Linked DNA regions of Mus musculus: region 1 is linked to region 2. The links are chromatin contacts, called in public promoter capture Hi-C maps. All regions are on one chromosome and are shown on one strand. Each heading gives the region's core, a stretch centred on a gene start, on an enhancer-like site or on the middle of the called end of the contact. The rest is flanking DNA. Distances are from core to core; before and after follow the strand shown. Region 1 holds the start of Rab2a (RAB2A, member RAS oncogene family). Region 2 holds the start of Plag1 (pleiomorphic adenoma gene 1).

The links. Promoter capture Hi-C pulls out the DNA fragments that hold promoters and counts their contacts.
Region 1: a promoter capture Hi-C map of pre-B cells shows a contact between it and region 2. The contact joins the promoter of Rab2a here to the promoter of Plag1 in region 2. A contact is called at or near these places in 2 of 39 promoter capture datasets (cranial neural crest and pre-B cells).

Annotation. Positions count from the first base shown.
Region 1 is chr4:8,532,226-8,539,389 of GRCm38.p6, forward strand. Rab2a (RAB2A, member RAS oncogene family) reads left to right here and starts at 3,419. Exons shown (of 8, transcript NM_021518.3): 1 at 3,419-3,683. The coding sequence starts at 3,638.
Region 2 is chr4:3,937,085-3,944,228 of GRCm38.p6, forward strand. Plag1 (pleiomorphic adenoma gene 1) reads right to left here and starts at 1,321. Exons shown (of 6, transcript NM_019969.3): 1 at 1,130-1,321. Chchd7 (coiled-coil-helix-coiled-coil-helix domain containing 7) reads left to right here and starts at 1,804. Exons shown (of 5, transcript NM_181391.4): 1 at 1,804-2,047; 2 at 2,295-2,442; 3 at 4,162-4,227; 4 at 5,637-5,735; 5 at 6,304-6,442. The coding sequence starts at 4,174. The coding sequence ends at 6,408.

The sequences.
Region 1 (7,164 bases), core at 2,169-4,668, 4.6 Mb after region 2:
AAATCTCACAGTTTCCAACCATCAAGCCACCAGATATGGTGTAAAACTGAGAGAAGAGATGACTGGGGCTCATTCCTAAGAGCACAGAAGTAGCTGAAAATCAAAACCAATGGAAAATTCCAGAAGGTCTACTAACACTTAGTCTGGGGATTTTAATTGAAAAAATACATTTGGCTTTTAGCGGCTAAATAAAATGTCTTAAATGACATGTATTTATATCCCCACTACAAGAAAATTTAAGGTAACATATATGATTGGAGAAAATAAAACAAAGTGTTATAAATGTCAGAAAAGAGAAACGTAAAAGGAAGGCTGCCTCCCGCTTTGAGCCTGGGGTCTTGCTGTGTCGCTCACACTGGCCTCCAATCCATGCTTGCTCCCCAGTCAGTGTGCTGGAACTACAGATGGGTACCCCCTGAGCAGCTCCGGGGCTGGCTTTAAACATGAACTGATACAGTGGTTAGACTTTTATTTCCCTAAAGTAATTTTTAGAGAGTATGCAGTACTTAAGAATTTTATATCTTTATTTTTAAAAACCGAGGCTCAGCAGTTATGAAATCTTGCTGGTTTTCCAGAGAGGACTCAAGTTTGGCTTCCATGTCCCGCATCAGGAAGCTCACGGCATTCTGAAACTTCAGCTCCTATGAGCCCTCAAACACATGATATATAGACACACACATACATATAAATAAAAATAGTAACATAAATCTTTAAAATCCTTACTTTGCTTGGGATGGAACCTCGGGGCTTTAGTCCTTCCGGGGACAGTACTGCAATACTGAGCAGCAACCTTCAGCTTTATTTTTTTATAATGTTTACAATATTTAATTTTTTTCTTCTATATGTTGTTTCTTACTTTTCAGTTTGTGTTTCGTGTGTCCGCACGTGCATGTGTGTCCCAGCGCGTGTGCATCTGCGTCAGGAGTCAGAGATCAGCACTGGCTATCTTCCTCACTGGCTCTTTACCTAGGGTTTTGAGGCACGGTCTCTCCGTGAATCTGGAGCTTACTAATTCAGCTGTCTGTACTCCCTGATCTGTAAGATCCGCCTGTGTCCACCTCTCCAGTGATGGGCATCCACACTTAAGCCCTCATGCTTGCACAGTAAGCCTTCTACTGAGCCTTATCTCCAGCCAATACACTGAATCTGCAAAGCACCTACCACCCTCATCTGAGGCTCAGAGGAAGATATGAAAATCAAGTGCTTGGACTGGTGAGACCGCTCAGCAGATAGACACCTGCTACCAGGCTTGGCAATCTGCATTTGACCCCTGGGACCCAAGTGTTTTGGGAGAGTCCAATTCCAAGAAGTTGTACGCTGGCCTGGTAGAGGGCCATAGCACACACATGCCCACTCTCTTGGATGTACACAACAATCTAGCAAAAAACTCAGAAATAAAGAAAATCAGGTCCCCACTCACACTTGATCGTACTGCTGTGGTGCAGTGGCCTCTGCAATCTTTGCGCACTAAAAGAGAGCAGCCCCGTACAGGAACACGAACCTGGGACACCTGTATAGCCCTGGTATCTTCACGGTGGGGGGGGGGGGTAGGATTACTACCTTAACTGGTACATTTACATCTGGAGATTGGACAGACAAACAGCCAAGCACATTCCAATGTAAAGCAGCCCTCCTAAATGACCAACTTCAGCCTTGTACAGATCCATACACTGAAAGGCAAGAACAATTTGTCACAACCATCCAATCAGGACAGAGTCAAGACCAGAAGCCAGGTTTCCTAAGCTCTTTATACCACCACATTGCCTCTAGCACTGTGTATATATGGCTGTGAGGTTTTTTCTGTGTACCTCTTTCCCTTCATAATTTCCCTGTGTCTCCTGTATAGAGTTCTATATGTGTATATCTCAGCACACAAGGCCTTGCATGGCCTGCCACAACTTCTCTGGCTAGCTGTCTGCTCTAGGGACTGTTCTTGATTACAAAGGAGGCTAGGCTCCTACAGTCTACAGAGTTGTCCTTCGGGAGCTGAGATAGTAAAGACCACACTCTGAGAGTAAGGACCCGAGTTTCTGAACAGACACCCAGAAAAGATGACTTGAGTGAAGTCCCTTAGGCAAAACAGCCTCAAGCCTGAAGCACCCGGGGAAGGTCCCAAAGACCAGTGAACCCCATTTTTTTCAGTTGCTTTTCACATCAAGTTCCTGAGCCTTTAGCAAACCACCTCCCTAGTAATGAAGAAAAACCTAGTGAGGTCCTGCTTGTCAGTTGTGCAAATGAAGTAGCAACCAACTTCAGTCATCCTAGCATGGTACCATCAACTATAATCACAGAATGGTTGATTCCCAAGGGAAGGGATGACAGTCAGCAGGAGGCTGGCCACGAAAGCCACAAAAGCCCACTCATTCCTCCTCCAGCAACAGAAGAGAGATGGAAGCATTAAATCAGCTTCCTTACACAACTCTTAAATTTCCTGAACAGATCCACGAACATCATTCTGCTATATTCTCTCTGTTTCTCTGTCTCTCTCACTTTGTGTGTGTGTTTCTCCTTCTATTGTGGTTTCCAGAGAATGAACTCAAGACAGGCTTGCATGGCAAGTGCTTTTATCTGTACATTTTGGGGACACACTTTTTTTTAGATAGGGTCTCATGCTTGACCCCTCAGTGTTGTAAAGAATGACCCAGAATTCCTGATCCTCCTGCCTCTATCTCCCAAGTGCTGAGATTATAAATGCATGGCTTACTTGTAGTAACCTTTGTCCTTTTGATAGTCACTTTCTTGTAAGTGGGCTCTCTAGAAAACTGTTTCAGATAGTAAACTAACTCTGTCCTCCACCTTCTTTAAAATCTGGGCTTTTAAAGAACTGGGTTTGCCTCTAGTTGGCAGCACTGGCAATATATACAGAATATATTCAAAGGCAAAAGTACCTTCAAACTGCATGCACACACATATGTTTTTTACTAATTCCATCATGTCATACCAGGTATTTCCTTTCATGTTGCTTCTGTATTTATTTCAGTTTTTCGTACAATACATACACAAAACATGATTAAGCCATATATTGTACACATTACACCTATACACAACATTGCACTTAGAATCCTGGTCTGATAAACAGCATGCAAATGTATATTTACTTCAATATTTATACAGTTGGGTTTTTTTTTACATCTTTTTAAGAGCGACATAACAGCATTATAGGGACATACCACGATTACACACACACACACACACACACACACACACACACACACACACACACACACACAGAGAGAGAGAGAGGGCGGCGACTGAACCTAGCAGGCTCCGTTTCCTCGCGACTCCCCGAGCCCCGGCCTGGTAGGCGGGGCTCCGGGGTAGGCGGGACTCCGACCGGAGGGCGCGGCCGCGGCTCCTCCCCTCTCCTCCGGCGGCGCAGGCGGCGGCAGCACTTCCGGGTCGGCGCGGAGGCGGGGCGGAGGCGCCGCGGCTGTTATTGTTCCGAAGGGCTGGGCCGCTGTGCTCCGCGCTCGGCGCTGTCAGTTCGTCCCGCTGCCCCTCGGCCTTTGCTGCTGGCTCTGACGGCGACCGACGGCGGGCGGGGCCCGGGTTCGCGGCCGAGCGGCGCCGGTGAGGGCGCGGAGGAGGCGCACAGCGGGAGGAGGAGCCGTGAGCCTGGCACGGAGCGGCCGCGGCCATGGCGTACGCCTATCTCTTCAAGTACATCATCATCGGCGACACAGGTGAGGCCGGCGGCGGGCCGGGGGCGACCGGGGCGGGCAGGCGGGGCAAACGGCGGCGGCGGCGCCGAGCGGCGCGGGTCGGGGGCGCAGCGCCTCCCTTCCTCCCATCCTCCCTCGGTCCCCTGGCCGCCGCTCCATTTCCGCAGTGCTGGCGCTGGTGACGTGGGCGCTGCGAGCGGCCGCGGCCTGCCTGGGCCTTCCTTCCCTGCTCCGCCCGGGCCCGCTGCAGCCAGGCCCGCGGCAGCCGTTTGCCACTTCCCGGAGAGTGTGACAGCAGCACGGCCGTCCCCGGGGGGCCCCCGCCTCGACTGTCTCCGCGGCCCGGGGAGAGAGAGGGAAGTCGAACGAATTGGAGCGTGACGGGCCCCGGTCCAGATTTTTCTCCCTGGTCCCACCTCCCCGACCTGCACGCTTCCGTCTAGGCCCTGGCAAGGCGCACCCTGAAGTGGGACAGCCTTTTGGGGAGGAAAAAAAAAAATTAAAAAAGGAAAAGAAAAAAACCTAAATTTTTTTGGAAATATCCTCAATCTCCAAGTCCGAATAAGTGAGATCACATGACTCGATGGCAGGGCAATTCTTCTCGGGATCATTAAAGCACCATTGAGCTCTGGCGACTTTTGCCACGTGTATGCTGGCATTATTTGACTTGATAGTAATGCAAGGCAGGTCAGTGGGCTGGGTGTGAGCATACTGTGGGTATGCTGACTTACTACTGATTTTTTTTTCTTTTTTTTCGGTTTTGTCAAGTCCAGGATCACAACTGTTAATTTTCAGGTGACCTCGTGTACATTTGTAGCAAAAAAAAAAAGGAAAAAAAAGTTCCCACTTAAAAATAGCATCCTCATAAGTTTCTGAAGCAAATAAGCAAGCTGTTCATGAAATACTTTGAATACCTGCGATTTGGGCCATATTTCGAATCTAATAATAAACGTAAAGCTTATTTAGGTGTTAAAACTATTAATACACTAGAGTCTGATTTCAGTGGTGAGTGTTGCACAACCTGGACCCCTTACACAACTTTGTAAATGTAGAAGCATCTTGAGGTTGCCCTATGATGTAGCAGGTTCTATAAGTAACTCTGGAAGTATGTTGATTGCTACCTAACACAAACTTCCTGCAGTTAATACAGTTTTTCAGCCGTGTGTGTGTGTGTGTGTGTGTGTGTGTGTAAGGAAACTGGATGGTTTTCTATGCAAGGTACTGGATAAAGCCATATTTTGTAAACTGGAAAAGTGGTATCTAAAATAAAAGCACTGAGTTATTTTAAAAAAAAAAAAAAAAAAAAACAAGTAAAATTGGAGATGTCAGACTAACTACAGTGTGCCTGGGTGTGTGAAACAGGAATAACTGACCACTTGGTTGTCCCAGCAGCAGCACAATTTAGATTGAGTATTTGCAGGGTATCGTGTTTTTATTAGTATTTAGTAATGTGCAGGGAATACTGGGAGGACAGATACTAACTAGCTGACGCTCTGTTCTCAGGAAATGGTCCCCATCCGTAAACAGTCCCTGTGGTTTGAAGGGAAGACACTCCTTTCTTGGCATTCTGGTGTGACCTAGTTCTGGCCTTTGACTGCTCACTGGGCTGTAGATAGCACTTGGTCCACACTCCAGTTCAACTAGTATAGCTTAGCCTCAGTTTCATCTGAACTACTCTGTCAAGCTCTTGCTTTAGTTTGGTCCTCAGTGAACTAAAGTACCTCCTGCTCTTGTAGCATTCTTTCCTACTGCATCACCTTGCTGTTGCCTGTGAGCCCAATAGCTGGCTTCTGAGGCTTCCTTGCTCCCTCCTCCTCCCTCTGTTTGGCCTGCCTTCTGCCATTATCATTCCCTAAGAAATGTTGTTAATCTTTTAATTAAAGCCTTGCCCCGGCCTTCCATAATGCCTGCAGAATCAACATATCTTGACCTCTTATATATGCCAGTATTCACCTGGTACCTTGGTTAGAAGTAACTGCTTATTTTCTGGATTATATTTCTCAATTTATATAGTTTTCCTGGTGTTTATTCCAGACTTATTTTATAGGTATTTGTGTAGGCATCTGCATTTGCTTACGTAGTTCTTGGGGGTAGAAAAGGTGTTCTGTATGCTTTAGGATGGACCCAGTCAAAGGTAGGTCTCATGTAGTTAATTAATCAGGAGCCGAATGGACTGTATTTCTACTACACACATTAATCATTTCAAAGTTTAATCCCAAATCTACTAGTTTTTTGCTTAGTGCTTTTGCTTGAAAAGGGCTATCATTTTATTTCATAGAGAGTACACTAGCAGGCATAATGTGATTTATAAAGTGGAAAGTGTTTCTGCTTTGAACAAGCCTAGTCTAGTAATATAAGCGCATAATTATTAACAGAAAAAGCCTATTTCAGGAACCTAACATGTCTGTCAGTTTTTAACTTCATAATCAGTCCTCCTGTCCCTCATCAGATACACACATTCACAAGCCAATTGTGTTTACTCGCAGTTAAAATGCCCTTTTTTCTTTTGCCTAGATTGTGGTAAACCTGCCTTTCCTTCCCTGCTGGAGTAGAGTGGTCTTTCTTGCCCCATTCCCCATTCTCTGTTCCTCCACTGTCTTCTCACTCCACCAGCATTTTAAATGATCCTTGTTATTAGGAAGGCTTTTCTTCTCACTGTTGGCTGAAACGTTTGTGTGCCTTGAAGGGAGGTTCTTACTAGGGAGGTGACATTTGAACTGAAATTAAATAAGAGCACAGAGTAGGTGACCTAGCTTAGAGGCTTGAGAACTAATCACAAATAATCCTCTTTGTCCGAGATTTTATTATTTGAACTGTTGAAATTATGAAGTCTTAAATTTAAAAATTTTTATGTGTGTGCATGAGTGCCTGCATATAATGTGTGTGATAATGATGATGATGATTGTGTGTGTGTGTGTGTGTGTTTATACCATGTACATGCCTGATGTCTGCAGAGACCAGAAGAGGGTGTCACATGAGGTCACCTGGAACTAGAGTTGAGCCACTGTGTATGGCTGTTGGGAGCTAACTCCATGATTTCTGACAGGGCAGGAAGTGCCCTTAACCACTGAGCCGTCTCTCAAGGCACCAAAGTAAGGAATCTTGTAGGGGAGAAAAAAGCCTCAAAATATTAATACATTTATAAATAAGCTCCCAGTCTGAGAAACTCCTTCTCAGAGTTCCTTACTTGTCTTCACACTCCTGCTTTGATATCAGGGTTTGATGGATGTACCATAGGTCAGACAATTGCAGAGCAAAATTACAGCTCATGCACCCCAAAATGCAAGGTCTTATTTATTTGGTGAAAATTGTTTTGGTGCAACTGGTTCACATGTAAAACTGTTGACACCTGGGGATCTGACAGAGCTGCCCTTCTGGAATGAAGTGGGTGGTGACCTTTAGTGAACAGGAAAAGAAATGGAGAAGGTCTTCCTTCCTGCAACGAGGAAGAGCCACCTAGCAGTAAGGTACCATGATTCCACAGTTGTCTCCAGTGTTAAGC
Region 2 (7,144 bases), core at 71-2,570:
TAGCAAATATAGTGTTTATCTTATCTCAGATCAGTCCACATTACCAATAAGTTTAGTAGTTTCTGCACTACCACCTCCCCCTCCCTCCCCCTGCTTCTCTTGCATTGGATTTTCACGTTTTCTCATTGTCGGTGGAGTTATAAAAGGCTTTTGCCCTTCGAAAGTTTTAAAAAATAAATAAATATTAACTCCTTGGTCCCTGCAAAGTCCAAATGGACTTCAGGGGAAAGGCGGTTCACACTTTTACCTTTGGCGAGAAAGGGGGGCGCATCCCGGATTTTTAGGGATTTTTTGCGATTTTTTAACAATTTTTATTTGGTTATATGCCTGAGTTCTCCCTCCATTTTGGTTGTTTATGATACTGACAACAAGCTGTCCCTGCTCCGTCCCGATCTCCTGCTTTCATTTAGCACCCCCTCCCCCTACGCCCCCGTCGCCACCCGGCTGGGTCCGGCGCCCCGCGGACCCCGCACCCCGACTCGGCTCTCCCACCTGGGCAGGAGGGCAAAAACAAATGCATTTCTCCAGAAAAGAAAAACCTCTTCGGAAAAGGGGGCAAAGTTACCCCAAGTCACTCCCAGTACCCCCCAAATATTGCCGACCGCGGGTCTCCGCCAGGCCCTCTGGGAAGCGACCTTCCCCCGGGATGTTTTGGTGGAAAACGCGGAGAGTTTCCTCTCAAAACCGAATTTATATTAATTTTTCCCTTATTTTTCGGGTCTCTAATGTCTTCCGCTCTCTCTGCTGCCGCTGCCGCTGTCACAATATTCACAGCACCAGAGAGGAGGAGGAGGAGGAGGAGGAAAACTTTTCAAACTTTCCAGACCCTGAATAAAAGGGTTTTTTTTTTCCCACCGACCTCACCTTCGGGTCCCCAGTCGCGTCGCCCCCTGCCCTGTCAGCAGCGACCTCGGGAGTCCTTGCAGCCCCGCCGCACGATTTTATTTGATTTTTTATTATTATTTTTCTCTCTGGGGTCCTGAGCAGGGGCTGGGAGTAGCACAAACTTTTCCTCCTCCTGCCGCCGCCGCGGCTCCTCTGCCCCCTCGGCTAGTCCCATAATTTAAATAACCCTGATATTCCTCCCGCTAAACGCCTCCCCGCCGCCCCGGACCCCCGGAGAACTCACCGCGGAGCTTTAACATCCTCCCTCCGGCCCGTCCGCCGCCTTTACACCGCCCGCGGAATTTCTAATAATTTTTTTCTCATATTTCGGGCTGGACGCGGCGGGCCTGGAAATTGTTTCCTTACGCCTCTTTCCAGCAGCCATTGTAGTGTATGCGCTGCCCCTGCAGCTCAACTTGCAGCTGCCGCCGCCGCCGCCGCCGCCGCCGCAGCCGCCGACGTCGCGCCCACCGCCGCCTCCTACCCCCCCCCACCCCCCCCCCCGCCCGCTCGGCCGCCGCCCCCGCCCCCGCCCCGCGCCCGCCCGCCGGCCCGCCCTGGCCCCCGCCCGCCGAGGTGCCCGCCCTCCTCACGCTCCGCCCAGGGCCTGGCCAGTCCGAGCGGCCGCCGCCGGGTCCAGATGAGCTCATTGGTTGACGTGGCTGCCCATCAGGCCGAAGTGGTAAGAGCGATGCTGAAGGGCGGGGGGCGCGGTGGGGCGGGGAGAAGGCGGGGTCTCACGCCGTCCCACCCGCTCCTCCTGCTTGAGCCCTCCTCCCGCTGCCCGGGGGCGGAGCGAACTGAGCCCGCCCCAACCTCACAGAGTTCCGCGCGCCTGTCAATCTGGCAGCGGCGTGCGTGGATTGGACAAGCTGGAACGGGGGGCGCGGGGGCAGCACGTTGGGGTGCGCGCTACTTAAGGTCCTGCTGCGTGAGCCACTGACGTGTTTGGAACTGCAGCCGGCCCGGGTGCTGGCTGAGTGGTGGCCTGTGGTGAGTGGTCTCCGGCCCCTCCCTCCCTGGACAGCAGGCCCGGGACAGCACTGCGCCGAGGGCAGACCCTAGTTCGTGGCGCCAAACCCTCCGCGGCGCGGCATGCTCCTGCCGCTACTCACGCCACGCGATTCGTCCGGCCGGGGCAGCGGAAGGTGACCCCATGCAGGTCTGGGCACCCCGGATTGTGTCACTCCCCTCCTTGCCCTCCCCAGGTCCCCGCTCTACGCCGCCCCCTTCCTTCCCAGCCCCTTTTGTGGTGTTTACCTGTGCCCGCCCTCCACCGTCCGATTCTGCGGCGCGGCACCTCGGAAGGCGGTGCGGTCCGGGAGTTACATTCTTGGAGATTCGTCTCCGACCTCTCAGATCCCTGTGATGTGTACTTTGACATTTTGTCCCTGGTACTCTGTACCCAGGTTTATGGTGTGCTGTATTTCTGTTTCCGGATTTAACACTCACAGACCAGACTCTGAGAAGCCTGGGGGGCCTGGACTTGTTCAGTAACGTGCCCTTCCCCCACTGCGGATCAAAGCTGCGAAGAGTGGGAAATCAGGAACTTTTTTGGTAAGCAGTTTGCCCTTTAGAGTAGATTTTAGCACTATTTCTCAGATGTGCTGTAGGTTTGCAGTCTTCCCTCAGGCTGGTTTTCTTTCTGAATGTCATCTTGGAAGTAGTACAGTGTTGTAACAGTTGTTCACTCCTGCACCTTCAAAAAGTAAACAGATAAGGCCTCTTTAGCAGGGCACTCCATCTTGTCCTTCAGCCACACTCCTCCATGTAAATTGACATTTCCTCTTCCTTTTCTGTTAACACAGGAATTCATACGAAGGAGGTGACATTAGGAAAACCATGTTTATAGTGCATTTAGTATCCAGAATAAAAAGCAGTAAAACGGGAATAGCCTGAAGCAGCAAATTTGATGCCTGTTTTGTGTGGATACTTTTTAAAAGAATTTCTGGCTGATGATAATGAAACAACAGAATCTCATGATCAGGACGCAGTGTGAATTGTGTTCGTATCAGATTGTCGAGATTATTATATGCATGAACGATCAAGCGGAGCTCTGTGGGAGACATGAAGAGAAGACTGTAGATTTTCTTAGTTCTGGTATTCTCTCAGGAAGAGGCAGTCTTGTAAACTATCTTCCGAAGAGGAAAGGCTTCTAGAGATAGTTGGACTTTGTACTGAGTGCCCTTCCTGTCAAGACGCTTCTACTGGCTGGGTATTTTCAATGAAGTTCATGGCATAAATGATTATTTGGTGATTACTGAAAGTTAAAGGACTCAGAGTAATCAGATTCTATCTCCGGGAAAAGTTGGGCTCCTTTAGCTTAGACATCCCGATCTTTACCAGAATGGAAGAAGTTGGACTGGATGGCCATTGATTCAGAATATGTTCACTTCTTAAGAGTTTATGGGCTTGAATTACTTTTCTGGAATATACATTATTTTGTTTAACATTGTTTTTGGTGACATTTCATACAAAACGTTGGACTTCTCTGAAAAGGCCCATGCATGTTTGTTTTGTTCTGTTTTTTAATTCAGTAGAGTTGTGTACTTCATACTGCCTTATTTCTCTGGCATCTGCTTTGATTTTTCGGTAGAAAAGTGATTAAACTAGAGTAGCATTTGGGTGTGTAAGCCAGATCAGCCCCTTAAGCTAAGTAGAGGACGTTTTTTCAAAGATGGTGGGTGGCTCATCAATACCTTATCGATATATTGAGATAAATGAAGCCCTTTCTCAAATAATTGTGACTTGTGTTTTTTTTTTTTTTTTTTTTTTTTTTAACCTCTTCCCCTGCAAGAGAATTGTACAGTTTCATTTGAACTGGGATTTGAAGAGCAGTTGTACTTGACCATGACTGATTGGCTGACTTCATAAAGTGTATGACTTGACTTCCAATAGCTAATTGGCTCTTAGGGTAATGTGATGTCTTTAATGGATAAAACCTTTGCAAAGCTGTATTTTTAAGACTCAAATTGGAAAATTACTGAGCCACAGTAGCATTCTCTGACCTCCTTCAACCCATGGAAAGTATTAATCTACATAGAAGGTAGAAAGGGAATTGAAAAATTCATTCATTGTTTTTTTAACTATGGCTTTTTAGAATGTTAAGTAAGCAGTAACTTGACTTTTGTTTGTGTGTGTTTCATTGTTTCCTATAGAGTACCTTCTACTTTGAAAATTAAATTTTGTGGGTAAATTAAATTAAAAGTACTTGTGGGGCTGATGACATTTTCTGGTCATTTCCTTCTGACCTGTTTTTCTGTCGCCTGCCTTCAGTAAGAAGACAAGATGCCCATGGTCACTCGGCGGCTGAGAGATCCTGACATAAACCCTTGCTTGTCGGTAGGGTGCTTTGCTTTTCATTGTCATGAGGGTTAACTTGGAAAAACCAATATTAATTTTGTGGGTATCTGTCCTAAGCAGTTATTGAATAAAATATTTTTCTGTGAAAAAGATATTCCTGGCCAGTGTATTTTATTTCACTATAACACTTAAAAATGACCAAAATGTGCCTAACAAAGACTCTGTTCTTCAATTCTGCTTAACTGTGGAATAAACAGGGTTTGGTTGTCACTGTAAAACTTGTATATGTAGCACTAAGGAAAGTCCTTAGTCTACACATGGGACAGTACAGCAAATTTACAACCAATGGTTTTCATCACAGCAATTATTTAATCTGCCTTTGAGACAGCCTGGCTTGAGTCATGGGTTCACAGTAGGATTAGCTTATGTTAAGCTCAATGGTTTTCACAAAGGTATCTTATAGACAGCATTGTGTTGCAAAAATAAGTTTTTGTTGACATTAATTGGATATAGCTTGCAACACTTTGTTGTGGCTTTGCCATTCCTGAGAAATACAATGTAAATACTATATTGTTGCTATGAGGAATATTAATCCACCATCCTTTATGGGGTTTTCAAAAATACACATTACACAGTATACATCCATTGGTTTATATCATCTGTTTCCAGCATTAAGTATTGTTTAGGCAAGATAGTTTTTTTAGGCCTGTGAAGCAGATTCCCTGCGTATTTGAAACTTTATTTTAGATAACTTCTCATAGTCCTACCTTTCACTTTGAAGCTTGTTGTACAATCTGCTTCTAGTTCAGGCAGCTTAAGTTTAATTACCAGTAGTACCTACTTCATTTTAAACTCATGGCCTTGTGCTGCTTTCTTTTTGAAGTCACATTAATGATAACTATTAAAGCTGCCTGTGTAATAGTATGCTTGCATAACGGAGTGAATGAATGATAGCCAAAAGTGCACCAAGATGGGTGCTGTTAATTTAGGTTGCCTTGATGTAGATCATTTACTTGTGTAATTTACTTGGAACCTCAAACCAAGCGTTAAGATCAAAACATCTAGTCAAACTGAGATCTAGGGAAAGCCAGGAGAGCTGCACTGAGCTGTGGGAGGCTGGTTTCTGCTGCTTGCAGTGTAGCCATGCTCAGAGCTCCTGATACCTTACTTCAGCTCCTGGAACAAATGACCATGATCAGGGCTTTGACTCAAACTCATGTGATCAGATGCTTAGAAAACTGGCCCAGACTGGGCAAAAAAGATGTCTTTTTTAAGTTGAGTGATTTCTGGAGTAGTTGGCTATTATTTTTATAAGTCTTCCCACCACCATGCACAAAAATAAGCCATTTGATATCTTTTCAGGGGAAAACAGCTTCAGAAGTCTTTGTGTTTGGGTCTTTAATAGATCACATTCTACATTTTAAATGATGATCTCTTACATATTTAAGGAATCTGATGCTTCTACCAGATGCATGGATGAAAATAACTATGACAGGGAAAGGTGTTCCAGTTACTTCTTGAAGTACAAAAACTGCCGGCGATTCTGGGTAAGCCCAACTTCTCAAGCTTCTTAGGCTTGTGGCCGTAGCTGAGAATAACCAGTAATCCACAGTTTCCCAGTGATGGCTGTAGGTACACTTACTCTTTGACCTTATCTTCTGAGTGGGATTTTAGTTCTGTGGCATCCTTGAGCGCTTGTTTCATTCTTTTCCAAGGTTTAAGACTCAACCTTTAATATCAATAAGTCTTCCTAGGTGAGTATCTTTAGTCATAAAATAGCCCTGAGCACTGGATCCAGGTCCTTCCTTTTCTGATAGACTCAGTTTCACTTCATAATTATGCACAGCTTTTGTAAGTGGACTGTATATACTCCTGTATATATACTAAATGTCATATCCCTAACCCAACTCCTGCTAACAATGCTTTCTGGGTGCATAATCTCTTCAGTGTAAATGTTAATAGATTGAAACATCTGGAGTTTTAGAAGTAGGTTTTGGAGTTTTAAAACTTAGATTTTAGTATTTTCTTTTTGAAGAAACAACTGAAAATTACTGTCAGATTATTACCATTTAATATGTAACTGATTTTGGTGTTTTCTTTCATGCCTATGTATAGAATTCTGTCATGATCCAAAGAAGACAAAATGGAGTTCAGCCATCTATGCCTACAGCAGCAGAAAGAGACGAAATTTTGGGAGCAATGCAAAAGATGCCCTACTGAGTATTTGCATTAAAATTGTTTCTATAACTTGAAACATGTTTTGGGGTTTTTTTTTGTTTTTGTTTTTTTTTTTAATCAATGATTGCTGAAATCTTAAGTCTTTATTGGTTCCATCCCAGGCAACTTTGAGTTGTACGTGGTGAGACAATTCAGCTAGCCTTAAGGCTTTGGTGTTTGCTTTCAGTGCTGTGACAAAAATGTTATTGCCACACTGTCACTCATAGAAGGACAGGACTATTAGGAAGGTCTGTTGTAGAATTTGGGCTCTTTTAGGCCTGGAAAGAGATTTAGCATGAGAACAGGCTCCTGTGGCTGTTAGAAAAGTGGTCGTCCTCAGGAAAGGAAATGATTGCAAGCAACACAGTGATGGAGGAAATAGTGCTGTGTTTAAACTGAGTAATGAGGTGGAGAGGTGATTGGCAGGTAGGTAGATTCATGGTGGGCCATAGGCCTGGGGATCATTCTGGAAGTCCTTGCCCTGCTACATCCACCATCTTTAAGGTTAGTCCATTGACTAGGAGGTAAATGGGCACAGGAAGACTACCGAGTGAATAGAGTACACAAGAGCCTTACTTCTTTAGGGACAGGCTTGATTCCAGGATTCTGGCTAAAACTCCATGAATTTTTGGATCACCTAAGGCCATAGCAGCAGTTCATGGACCACAGTAATAGGCAGAAATAAATAATGAAAAAGAAAGAAACGATTCCTAGAAGTAGGATTTCTAGTTTCAGAACG